Regions from separate parts of the Mus musculus genome. Here all the other regions are linked to region 3. A link is a contact called in public promoter capture Hi-C and targeted proximity ligation data. All regions are on one chromosome and are shown on one strand. The core of a region is the stretch at or near the end of the contact, and the rest is flanking DNA. Distances in the headings are between cores, read along the strand shown.

Region 1 (3,829 bases), core at 192-2,691, 290 kb after region 3:
GTACTTGAGGATGGCCTGAGCCTCCCTGCCTCAGCCTTCTGAGTTCTGGACCACACTACACAGCCAGCGGCCCATGGTAAAGATGCAGGCTGATAACCTTGAAGCATGGAAGGGGATTGGAAAACAAAGGGTGGTCTGGTTGGTGTGGTTTGGGATGATAATATATAATAATGACTAACACATGCTGCGTGGTATCTAGGGATTTCCCATGCAGTAAGTAATTGGCCATTACAGCACTGGAGAGGGTACTACCAGTCTTCGGTCTTTCAGAGTGAGGATCCTGGGAGGTCTAGTGACAGACCGGCTGAGAAGCACAGATTCCAAGAAAGAAGGTGGGGTTTCCTCATTCCTCAGGCTGCTTCTCTGAGGCTTGGACACAGCTGCCTCCCATGTGACTCCCAGGAAGCCTTGAAACAGAGGTGGACTCAGAAGCTGGCTTGTGTGTGGTGCAGCCTCAGAGCCCTAACAGCACTAAAGGGTCTGAAGGTCTGGTCCCGTGTGTGCCAGGCCTCTGAGCTAGGCAGCTCTCCTGAGGCTGACTGCACAGTGTTCTGAGAATTGCCCTGGTGAGGCGCAGGATGTCTGCTGAGTGTTAGAGCGGCTGGGTTGTTTTGCACTGGCCCCTTCCCTGGCATGGACGTCCCTGTGGAGGCTGGGGCTGGGGCTGGGGCTGGCCATGTGGGGAGGTGGTAGAGCAATAGCCATGGTGGTTATAGATAGGAACCAGGGCTGACATCACTTTTGTCAAACACAGTGAAGCCCTTGCCAGGGGTCCACTGAAAAGTTGGTCAGGACATGGGTCTATTCCTCTGCAAGTTTGAAAGCAGAGGAACTGCCCCCACAGGCCAAGCAGCCAGTTTCTGCAGCACATTTTCAAGTTCCAACTCTGTTGGGAACCTGGAGGCAGAGATGGGGGCAGGAAGAGGTGGCTTTACCCAAGTGACAGTGCCCCACCCAAGGTCCCGACCCTTTCTGGGTAGAACAACAAATATGTTGAGAGCAGACAGCAAATATGTTGGAATTTGTACTACCACAGGGACAGGGTGGGAAAGGGCTTGGGAAAGTAGCACACGTTTTAGTCATGAGGCATCTGTGGTGTGATATCTGCATGATCTATGTTAGAGATAAAGATGAAATGGCCAGGACTGGGGAGGCTCAGGACAGACAGGCTGGATCAGGATGAAGTCAGCCCAAAGGTATGTGGGGCCCACACCTCACTCAGTGGGTGCAGAGGAGGGGCCTGGACAAGCCCGGAGGAAGGAAAACTTGGCCCTCTTCTTTCTTGCTTTTAAGATTAAATACTTGGTTTCTGACTGGAAGGCCGGGGGTTCAGAAGTTCCAGTCCCTGGGGATCTGCATGGGGCAGGGAGTGCTAGGCTGTACTGGAAGGTCAGCAGAACCACAGATCCTTAGCCCAAGGTAAATACTCTTGGGTTTGCAGTGAGAGGTGTACAGCTGCACTGGTTTGTAAACACTTCTGAAAATGCCCTTTGACTTTGATACACTGGGGTGGCCTGGCTATTGTGTTGGGAAGAGGGGGGCCCTGGGAAAGGTTGGAGGTAAGAGGAGTTAGGAAGAACAACAAACAGACCCTTTGTAGGAGGGGAAGTGACCTGGGCAGGAAGGGGGTGGGCAAGCCCTTTCCTGTGAGCAGCACAGGGTGAACCTAGTCTCACCTGCTCTTCTCACCCTAGCCAAACTCTGGGTGGGGCCTGTGCTTTGGCACAGCCCATAGTTCCCTGTCCAGTCTTCTGCCTAGGGCCCATGTCATGGCCCAGTGTTGCTCAGGTTTAGGTCACGGTCCAGAAATGCTCAGGAGCTGGCATGTCTATTGGCAATAGTCTACTTGGCACACAGCCAGCAAGTATCCCTGGGCTGTGGTCTTCAGTCACGAATCTCTCCCAACCATCTGAGGAACCTGACCAGTGGAGAAAGTATCACACCACGGGCACAGGATTCTATACACGTCTGTCACCCTAGAAAAGAAAGGTGGTGAAAATAGATAGCCCCATTGTAAGGAAAGATGGGCATAGTTGAATGAGGACAGAATATTATATGACAGTTTACTGACATGGAAAGGTAGAGAATATTGACTAAGAGAGTTTCATGGGGCTGGAAAGATGGCTCAGTGGTTAAGAGCACAGGCTTCTCTTGCAGAAAATCTGGGTTCAGTTTCCAGGGCCCCTCCAAAATGGTGTAACTAAAATTCTTTTCTGACTCATGTGGGCAGCAGGCACATGTGATGTGAATACATACACACTTGCAAACCATTCAAACACATACAAGTTTTAAAAAGTTACACACACACACACACACACACACACACACACTTTAGCATGTCTGGTCTCATTTTGGGAGAACTGTAGGATAAGTGTGTAGGTCGATGCTGAGGACCCTTCCCTATTACTTTCCATCTTGATTTTTGAGGCAGGGTCTCTCATTGAACACAGAGATTGACATTTTGGCTAGACTGGTTGCCAGAGGCCCTTGGGACCTTTTTTGTTTCTGCTTCCCAGGTTTGGCATTACATGTCTGTAACACAACCCATGGATTTTTTTTACACAGGTGCCGGAGAGATAAGAACTCAGGACTTCTTGCTTGAACATCAAGCTTTTCCCCTCTGAGCCATTTTTCAAGCAGCTACTTTGTTGCAGGTCATTTTTCTCTTAAAAATACTTAATGAAAGACTGCTGACCTTTGAGAATCCAGGACCTGTCCCCTTCTGGCATGTAGGTATACATGCAGACAGAGCACTCCTTATATTAAAAGAAAAATAATTAAAAATCCTTCCAGAGGTCCTGAGTTCAATTCTCAGCAACCAGATAGTGGTGGCCTATGACCATCTATAAAGGGAGCCGATGCCCTCTTCTGGCATGTAGATATGCAGGCAGACAGATCACCCTGCATAAAAAAAAAGCATTGGGGACCTGCCCTAGGTACTAAGTGGTGACTATTGAGCCTTCTAGGATGAGAAGACTCAAACTATTGTTTTTATTTGACAGGGTCTCATATAGCCCAGGCTGGCCTCAAACTCCTTATATGGCTGAGGTCACCCCTGAAACTCCAGAGCCTCCTGCTTTACCAAGTGCTGGGAATATAGCTGTGTGTCATTGTACCTGCCTCCAACCTCTTTTCTTCTTGGCACCAAATTATAACCTCAGAACCCAAGTTCCTGAGTTCTGTATAGAATCTACAAAGTGCCGGTAAGAGCATAGTAGATGTTAAATCTGAGATGATGTTAAGTTCTCATCCACACTTGTTTTATTTATCAATCTAATCATGTTACTTTCTAGACTCTGTACAGAAGTCAGGAGCTTTGGTTCTGAAAACCCAATTTCATTTTAATATTGGGTTGATGAAAAGCAGAATTTGAAGGATAAAGTTATTAGGATATGTTGGTTTTCCCAACCTCTGACCCAGAATGCTTTTGGGCTGCCCCTAGATCTGGATGACATCTGGCTGGGGGCCACAGGACTTGTGAATGGGGAAGTTGACATAAACACATTTAACATGCCCCGAGGGACTCTCTTTAGCTCCACACTCCCACCCCTGCCAAAGGTCTGGATGCCTGAGTTTTCTTTTCACATTTCTGACTCCTTGGGACACAGAACTCACTATGGCTCAACTCTCCCTGGATGTCTGAATGTGGCATTTAAGCTGTGGAAGGAGTCACACAAATGACACCCATAAACCACACCCACCTGTCCCAGTCCTGTTGATGGCCCAAACATCCTCCCTGCTCCATTCCTGACCTGGGTTGCCTCTGATTTCTGCTGGCCCTCACTCCTCTCAGGGAGCAGGACACCTGTGGTTTGTGGGGGTAGCTCCC
Region 2 (3,497 bases), core at 524-3,023, 270 kb after region 3:
CTACTGTTTGCCTCCACTTCTCACCTTGTCTCAAATGTTCTGCCTTGGAATTCTCTGCATTGTTTGCAATTTTGGATTCACTGCTCTGACTCTAGACCCTATTCCTACTCCAAATGGCCACTCCAGCTAATGGCCACTCTAGCTGGGTATGATAGCTCACACCTGTTATATACCTCACAGCACCGGGGAGGCTGAGGCAGGATAGTTATGAGTTCAGACCAGAATGAGACCCTGCCTCAAAGCCAAAAGTATGGTCACTCCAACTTGAACCCTTTCTATAATATCACCCGGCAGTTTCCTAAACTTCAAAATGGGAACAATATCACTACTTCGTTGGATTGTTTCGAAAATGAAAGGGATAGTATGTAAAATGGCTGAGGACAGTGACTACCACATTGTAAGTGGCATTAACGAGTTTTACTATCACAGTTTTTAAATCCAAGAGCACACCGATATGCAAATATCTTACCAGTCCACCACTTCACATGTTTTAGCTCTGTTTTGCTGAGCTCCTCTATGCACAGTATTGCTATCTAATTAATAAACATTTTAATTCAAAATGATATCTTTCCCCCTGAGAACAAATTAAAAAAAAATGCTTGATTAAACAGCTGCTTCCACTGCCTCTTGGTTGGGGGCTCAGTCTCCTTGGTTTATAAAACCTGTATTCACAGGTATTATGAACCTTTTCAAGTACATTATTTAGGGTTTGTTTTTAGAAAAATAATACAGCACTATCAGGAGGGAGTGGGAGAAGCTAATGAGAGAATTGTTTTCCCAACTCTGTTCTCAAAGCACAAGATGCCCGGACGGTGATAGATTGAGCCATCCTCCCTCTATGCCTCCTTCCCTCCCTCTCTCTGTCCATCCATCCTTCCCTCCCTCTCTCTGTCCATCCATCCTCCCCTTCCTTTCTCTGTCCATCTATCCTTCCCTCCCTCTCTCTGTCCATCCATCCTTCCCTCCCTCTCTCTGTCCATCTATCCTCCCCTCCCTCTCTCTGTCCATCCATCTTTCCTTCCCTCTCTCTGTCCATCCATCCTTCCCTCCCTCTCTCTGTCCATCCATCCTTCCCTCCCTCTCTCTGTCCACCCATCCTTCCCTCCCTCTCTCTCATTTCCCATTCCTTTCTGCACAGTGATAGCAACAACTATCCAGAGACCTTTAATTCTTTTTCCAGAGGACAGAATGTTTAGAAAACTACACCCAAAGTTGGCAGTTTTCCAAAGGGAAGATCTTTTTCTGGAATATTTCTCTCCTACCAAAACAAGAGACCCTGCCTTGGGTTTGAGGACATGAGTCTCTGTACTTCTTCTGCCAGACTAAATGTCAGAGTTGGGTGGGAATCCACCACCCCTCAACCTGGTGACTGTATCAAAATCTCTTAGCATCTTAATCCAGTCCTAGTCCAGGCTTCAAAGGGCTCCTTATTCCTAGTCCAGTTTTGGACAGATGTGCTGGTCTAGATGGGCTCTCTCCAGCGTCCCCACAAGGCTTCCCTAGTCTCTGGAGTGCAGAAGTTCAAGGCTTTCCACAAGATCACAAAATAACGTCGATTATCAGACGCAATGCTTCTGAGAGTCAGCATATTCAGGCCTTCCAGGCAGCCACAGAGGGACTGGCCACTTCCTCCTGACCTTGGGAAAGAGACCCTGGGCACTCACCTGAGCTGCAGCAGATGGACAGCATGACCACAGTGATTGTGATGGCGATCTTCATGGTAGAGGTTGGAGGCTTTGGTGTCTGTAGATGTGGGGTGATGTTGTAATGTGTGGGTATGTGTGGGTGTGTGGCTTTTTATATGTTCCTTGCAGCCCACAAGAGGTAGAGGGCAGTGATTGCGCTCCACTTAGGAGATTGCATTATTTACTTGGTCATCTTCTCCGTGGAATAAGCAAATAATCTCTTTTCATAAACCCAGTTTCTGTTCCCATTGAAACTGAGCTCACTCACACAATAGGCCACTTGTGGAGTATTCAGGCAGTGGAGGACCCAAGTCAGAGGTCGTGGAACTGTAGAAGACAACTGTGTCCTCTCTTGGAAGTCAAGCACTGAGCACTCCAGGTTCCAGGAAGCAACTGTAGACTTGCCAACCCTGGAGAACCAGAGGCCGGAGACCCTTCAGGAATCACAGGGAAGGACAAAGACACAGGACTCTGAGATGTCACTAGACTCCTTCTATTGCCTCCCTCCAACGAACGTGGCTAGACTTCAAGCCACAAGGTCACTCGATTCTTGGGCATTGTTAGACAGGCTCGATCCTACATACAGTAGACGTGAACATAGAAAGACTTCTCCATAGTACACATCAGAGACCCAGGGCCTAGATCAGGCAGGCTTGGCCTGTTCCTACGCAGAGCAGCCCTTGAGTCCTGCCAATTGAAAGCACCATCAGTCTTCATCTGACCTGACCTCTCCCTGGCCTTTACCCTATAACCTCCCCCTTCTTGCTCCATTCTCTCCAGGACTCTCCCACGCTTAGCTCTTTCCTGTTTTCTTTCCTTGGTCATTCTTTCTTATTCTTTCACGATGTTGACAGTTCTCAAGTGTTAGCCATTCCCAGGCCTTACCTTAGTCTCCTTGCTTCTCTTGGCCATGTTTAGTGTTAACTCTTACTTCTTCAGTGCTCTTGTGTCTTAGGACCAACACCTTCTCCATTTCCACAAATCCTATTCAAACTTCCAGGTTGTCTCAAATGTTCATCCATCCACCCAGACAATAGATGCCCAGTCCCTACTATGGTGCTGGTGGGACTGGAAATTGGGGAAGACCTGGAGAGGCATTTCAAGAGTTCATTTCATGAGCATCCTATCTAGTGACTGTGAGAAGCATGGTCAGCCTAGAACGTTCAGCTTCTAGTAACTTCAGGATCTGCCCCCGCTACAGAACCTTGCCTTGCTTATGGTCACATCCTTTCCAGGGCTGTTTGCATCTAATGACACAACAGGAAGGGGATTTAAAGTCCTGGCATTTGGGTTGCCTTTTCCTAGTGGCCCTGGGCCCTAAGGATGCACATTCCCATGGTTCCTCCGTTCTCATTGTAGGCTTAGCTCATTTCTGTGTCTCTGGCCTGACCCTAGTGCAGAGGCTGATATAGAAAGAGTTCTGATGCTGTTGTTCCCCCAGAATAGGTTTGTAAGGAACATTTTATCTCTGTCTTTGAGTCCTAGAGTGAGATTGTCCTTACATATTTTCCCATTTCCAAATTCCAAACCAACTTTTAAATAGTGAAACCTTCCTGGACCTGTGTCATGGCCACTTAGTGATACAGCCCAGTGGCTGTGTACAGAATAGTATGAGTGTCATTTTAAAGACAAGAGCCTTTAAAATGAATGTAGTGCCAGCTGTGGTGGCACACGCCTTTAATTCTAGCACTCAGGAGGCAGAGGCAGGCAGATTTCTGAGTTCAAGGCCAACCTGGCTATAGAATGAGTTCCAGGGCAGCCAGGTCTACACAGAGAAACCCTGCCATGAAAAAAAAACCACCAAAACCCCAA
Region 3 (3,373 bases), core at 7-2,506:
CCCGCTTGCTTTTAGAATACTCTACAAATTGGAAACAGGTTTCAATCGACTGCTAAATAGCCAGGTGGCAGTGAAAAAGAACATCTTCCAATGTTCACAGGGCTTGATGATTCTATCTTTTTTGTTTGTTTTGCTTTTTGATACAGGGTTTCTCTGTGTAGCCCTGACTGTCCTGGAACTCACTCTGTATTTGAACTGCCTCTACCTCCTGAGTAGTGGGATTAAAGTCATGCTCCACCACTGCCCGGCCCTGCGGTCTTGATTCTCTGCCCACGCTCGTCCCATACTTACCAGCTAGGTTGTTGTAGCAGTGGGTCTGGATGGTGTGCAGTATGTTTTCTTGCTCCGGTGTGAGAGCTGGGCCCTGAGGTCCCAGACTAGAAAGAGGGGAAGGCAGACTTGGGTCCAGACCCCGCAGCTGAAGAAGAGCTCGATGGTACCTACTCACAGCATCTCGGTACTTTCCTTCCCGGTAGCGCTGGTTTCCTTCCTCCTTGTATACCTGAGCCTCCTGAAGGCGCTTCTCCATGACTGTTGGAACTGTTAAATGAAAGAGAAACTGAAGCAGTAGAATGGGATCAAAATAAATGATTAGAGCATCGATTTCGTAAGCAAGAAGCTCGCAGGGATGTGGGTTTTGCTGTTTTTACTAGTCCCATCTATTCTCCTGTGCTAGTTTTCAGTTTCCAGAAGTACCGCAAACTAAAAAAAGGAATGATGTGAGGATAGTGAGGCCATTGACCAAATGAGTTCCATTAGAAGAGATCCCGGCGTGATTACAGACACTAGGGAAATCCAAAGGCCCGACTAAACGTTCCAAGTGTGTGACCGCCCGCAAAATTCGTTTCCTTCTTTCTCTGAGGCACACCCCCTGACCTGGAAGAAGATGGAGTAGGCGGGAACAAGTGAAACAAGTCAAAAAGGCTTCGCTCCTTTCCAATCTCTTTATTTGTCCTTATCCAACAAACATTTGTTGATGGTTCTGCTGTTAATTGAGGAACCGAAGTGAGTGAGGCCTGAGTCTCCAGTCCACAAGTGAGGCACAAGAGGCCGGAAGCATTGTGCCCAACAACCGCACCACAGCGGAGGCCCAAGCCGGAAGACTCCTCCAGGAATTCGGTTTAAGTTGCAGGAGCACAGAGAGGAAGAGACCAGACCTGCCAGCAGTTTAGCCTCTAACGGGGCACGCGCATTGCGTCATGCCACCCAATCAGAAAGGAGTCTAGAAAAGTAATCCCGCAGAACCGGCCCCGCCTCCCCAGCGGACCAACCCGGAAAAAAAAAATTCCCGGCCACTTCTCCAATAGGAAAAAAAGCCGCACGATATCGGAGGACCAATCAGAGCAACAGACTACGATTCAAGCTGGCCAACGAGAGAAGGAAGGGGTGGGGTTGGCGCCTCTGTTGCTGGGTAGATGTTTAAGCACAGAAAGAGGTCCCGGCATTGCTCTCTCCCTCTCTCTCTCTCCCTTGATGCTGGAAAGGCCTTTCCCTCCTGGCTACGAAAACCCTGCACCACCCATCCTTCCAGCTTGGCTTCGGTTACTAGTCTCAGAAGTTACAGTCAAAGAATAAGCAAGAGAGGACATCGAGTAAGCCCTAGGGTGCTCCGGTAATTGGGAGCGGGCAGGAAGTAAGAGACCTGAGATGGGCGGGACTCCGGCGCGACTGCGCAGAGCCTACGACTGAAGTACGGAAAGAGGAGCGCGCTCACGCTTCCGTGCTACGAGGCACTTGAGCCGCAGCCAGCCTTGCCCGACTCAGGCCCCTGTGCGGCTGCGCGGTTAGGCCGCTTGCGCTGATTGGCCCGGATCTCTGAGAGGAGGGAGGGGAAGTGAGGGAACTCCGTCGTCCTCGGCGCGCACTCCCCCGCGGTCGAGTACAGAGTGTGTCGGAAGCTGCTCCTCGCCGTCTTGTTTTGCGCTCAGTGAGCCGAAAGGGGCAGGGCAGGAGGAAGGCGACATAAACACGCCGCGAAGACAGCGCGGCCTCTGCCTCTGTGTGCGTGCGCTTGCTAGCGCGGGCTCAGTGCTGGCGCGGGAGGCGGAGGCGGGCGGCGGCGGCGCCTGCGCGGTCGGGCTCGGTCGACAGTTCGCAGGGGAGGAGGCGGCGGGAGGCGGAGGAGGCGACGGCGGCGATGGAGGTGAAGCGGCTGAAAGTGACCGAGCTGCGGTCGGAGCTTCAGCGGCGGGGCCTGGATTCGCGCGGCCTCAAAATGGATCTGGCGCAGCGTCTTCAGGAGGCACTGGATGCTGAGATGCTGGAGGACGAGGCCGGCGTTGGTGGGGCCGGGCCCGGTGGGGCCTGCAAGGCGGAGCCTCGGCCTGTGGCCGCGTCGGGCGGAGGCCCGGGCGGGGACGAGGAGGAGGAGGACGACGACGAGGAGGAGGACGAGGAGGCGCTGCTTGAGGACGAAGACGAGGAACCACCACCTGCTCAGGCTTTGGGCCAGGCCGCGCAGCCGCCTCCGGAGCCCCCGGAGACGTCAGCCATGGAGGCCGAGTCCGAAGCTTCCGACACACCGGCGGAGGCCACGGCTGGGTCAGGTGGGGTAAATGGTGGCGAAGAGCATGACAACGGCAAGGGGGAGGAAGACGGGCCGGAGGAACGGAGCGGAGACGAGACTCCGGGATCCGAGGCACCGGGTGACAAGGCCGTAGAGGAACAAGGTGAGGAACTGGCAGCCAAGCCGGGCTTCAACCTGCCGGGTGCGTCTCCGATCCAGCACCCCACCCTGCACCGCGCTATCTGATTCCTTGTTTCCACTTGCCCGAAAGTGCACTGTTCTAGTGGCTTTTTGATGAGATTCTCCTGGGAAGGTGGCTTTCATCCGCTGTCCATCTTTTTGAAGGTTTGGGCGTCTTGTCTTTACACTGTTTGCAGGAGGGAGGTTCCTGCCTAACGTGGTTCCTTGGTGTTAGTGGATGGAAGTGTGTGTGTGTGTGTGTGTGTGTGTGTGTGTGGCTTTCGAGCTACCTGTGGATCAGTCTTCTGGTGCCCACCCCTCTTTAGCAGAATACCTTTAGCCGCAAATATGCTGAAAAATTGGCGCTCTCCCGAGACCAGTTGGAAGCTAAGGCCTGACAGTTCGTTCCTTACCTTAAAAATGTTAAGCAAAAAACAGTCCGTGAAATGCTGCTCTGTCAAACCCAAGTTAGTCTTCAAAGAGACTCTGGATATTTAACCTTGCTCCTTCCTGCTTAAGCCGTCGGAGACAGTGTGTGAGCCTTTTGGGTTTAATCATTAACTAGCAAAGAGAAACTTAGTCTAGTAACATTTTAGTAGAATGTTAGTTACTTGACTGGGGCTTTTTACTTTGTCCCTGTTGTGTTTATATTTTAAGTCTCCTGTCCAGGCTGTAAATAAGCATATT

The links. Capture Hi-C pulls out chosen DNA fragments and counts their contacts.
Region 1: a targeted proximity ligation map of extraembryonic endoderm stem cells shows a contact between it and region 3. A contact is called at or near these places in 6 of 39 promoter capture datasets (3T3-L1-derived adipocytes, the C10 cell line, the HPC-7 cell line and 3 more), 1 of 484 Hi-C or Micro-C datasets (bone marrow-derived macrophages), 29 of 130 datasets of targeted methods (the 230-238 cell line, the HPC-7 cell line, the NIH/3T3 cell line and 19 more) and 2 of 9 other capture datasets (adipose tissue and liver).
Region 2: a promoter capture Hi-C map of liver shows a contact between it and region 3. A contact is called at or near these places in 13 of 39 promoter capture datasets (the C10 cell line, the HPC-7 cell line, cranial neural crest and 9 more), 6 of 484 Hi-C or Micro-C datasets (the G1E-ER4 cell line, bone marrow-derived macrophages, embryonic stem cells and 1 more), 41 of 130 datasets of targeted methods (the 230-238 cell line, CD8 T cells, the NIH/3T3 cell line and 24 more) and 3 of 9 other capture datasets (adipose tissue, liver and pancreatic islet).

Annotation. Positions count from the first base shown.
Region 1 is chr19:9,105,875-9,109,703 of GRCm38.p6, forward strand. No RefSeq gene overlaps it. Among named protein-coding and RNA genes, the nearest start is that of Gm41805, 8.0 kb to the left of the region's middle.
Region 2 is chr19:9,086,183-9,089,679 of GRCm38.p6, forward strand. It overlaps Scgb1a1 (secretoglobin, family 1A, member 1 (uteroglobin)), which reads right to left and starts at 1,774. Exons shown (of 3, transcript NM_011681.2): 1 at 1,665-1,774. The coding sequence starts at 1,719.
Region 3 is chr19:8,818,145-8,821,517 of GRCm38.p6, forward strand. It overlaps Hnrnpul2 (heterogeneous nuclear ribonucleoprotein U-like 2), which reads left to right and starts at 1,257. Exons shown (of 14, transcript NM_001081196.1): 1 at 1,257-2,669. The coding sequence starts at 2,138. It overlaps Ttc9c (tetratricopeptide repeat domain 9C), which reads right to left and starts at 1,150. Exons shown (of 4, transcript NM_027412.3): 1 at 877-1,150; 2 at 292-540. The coding sequence starts at 529.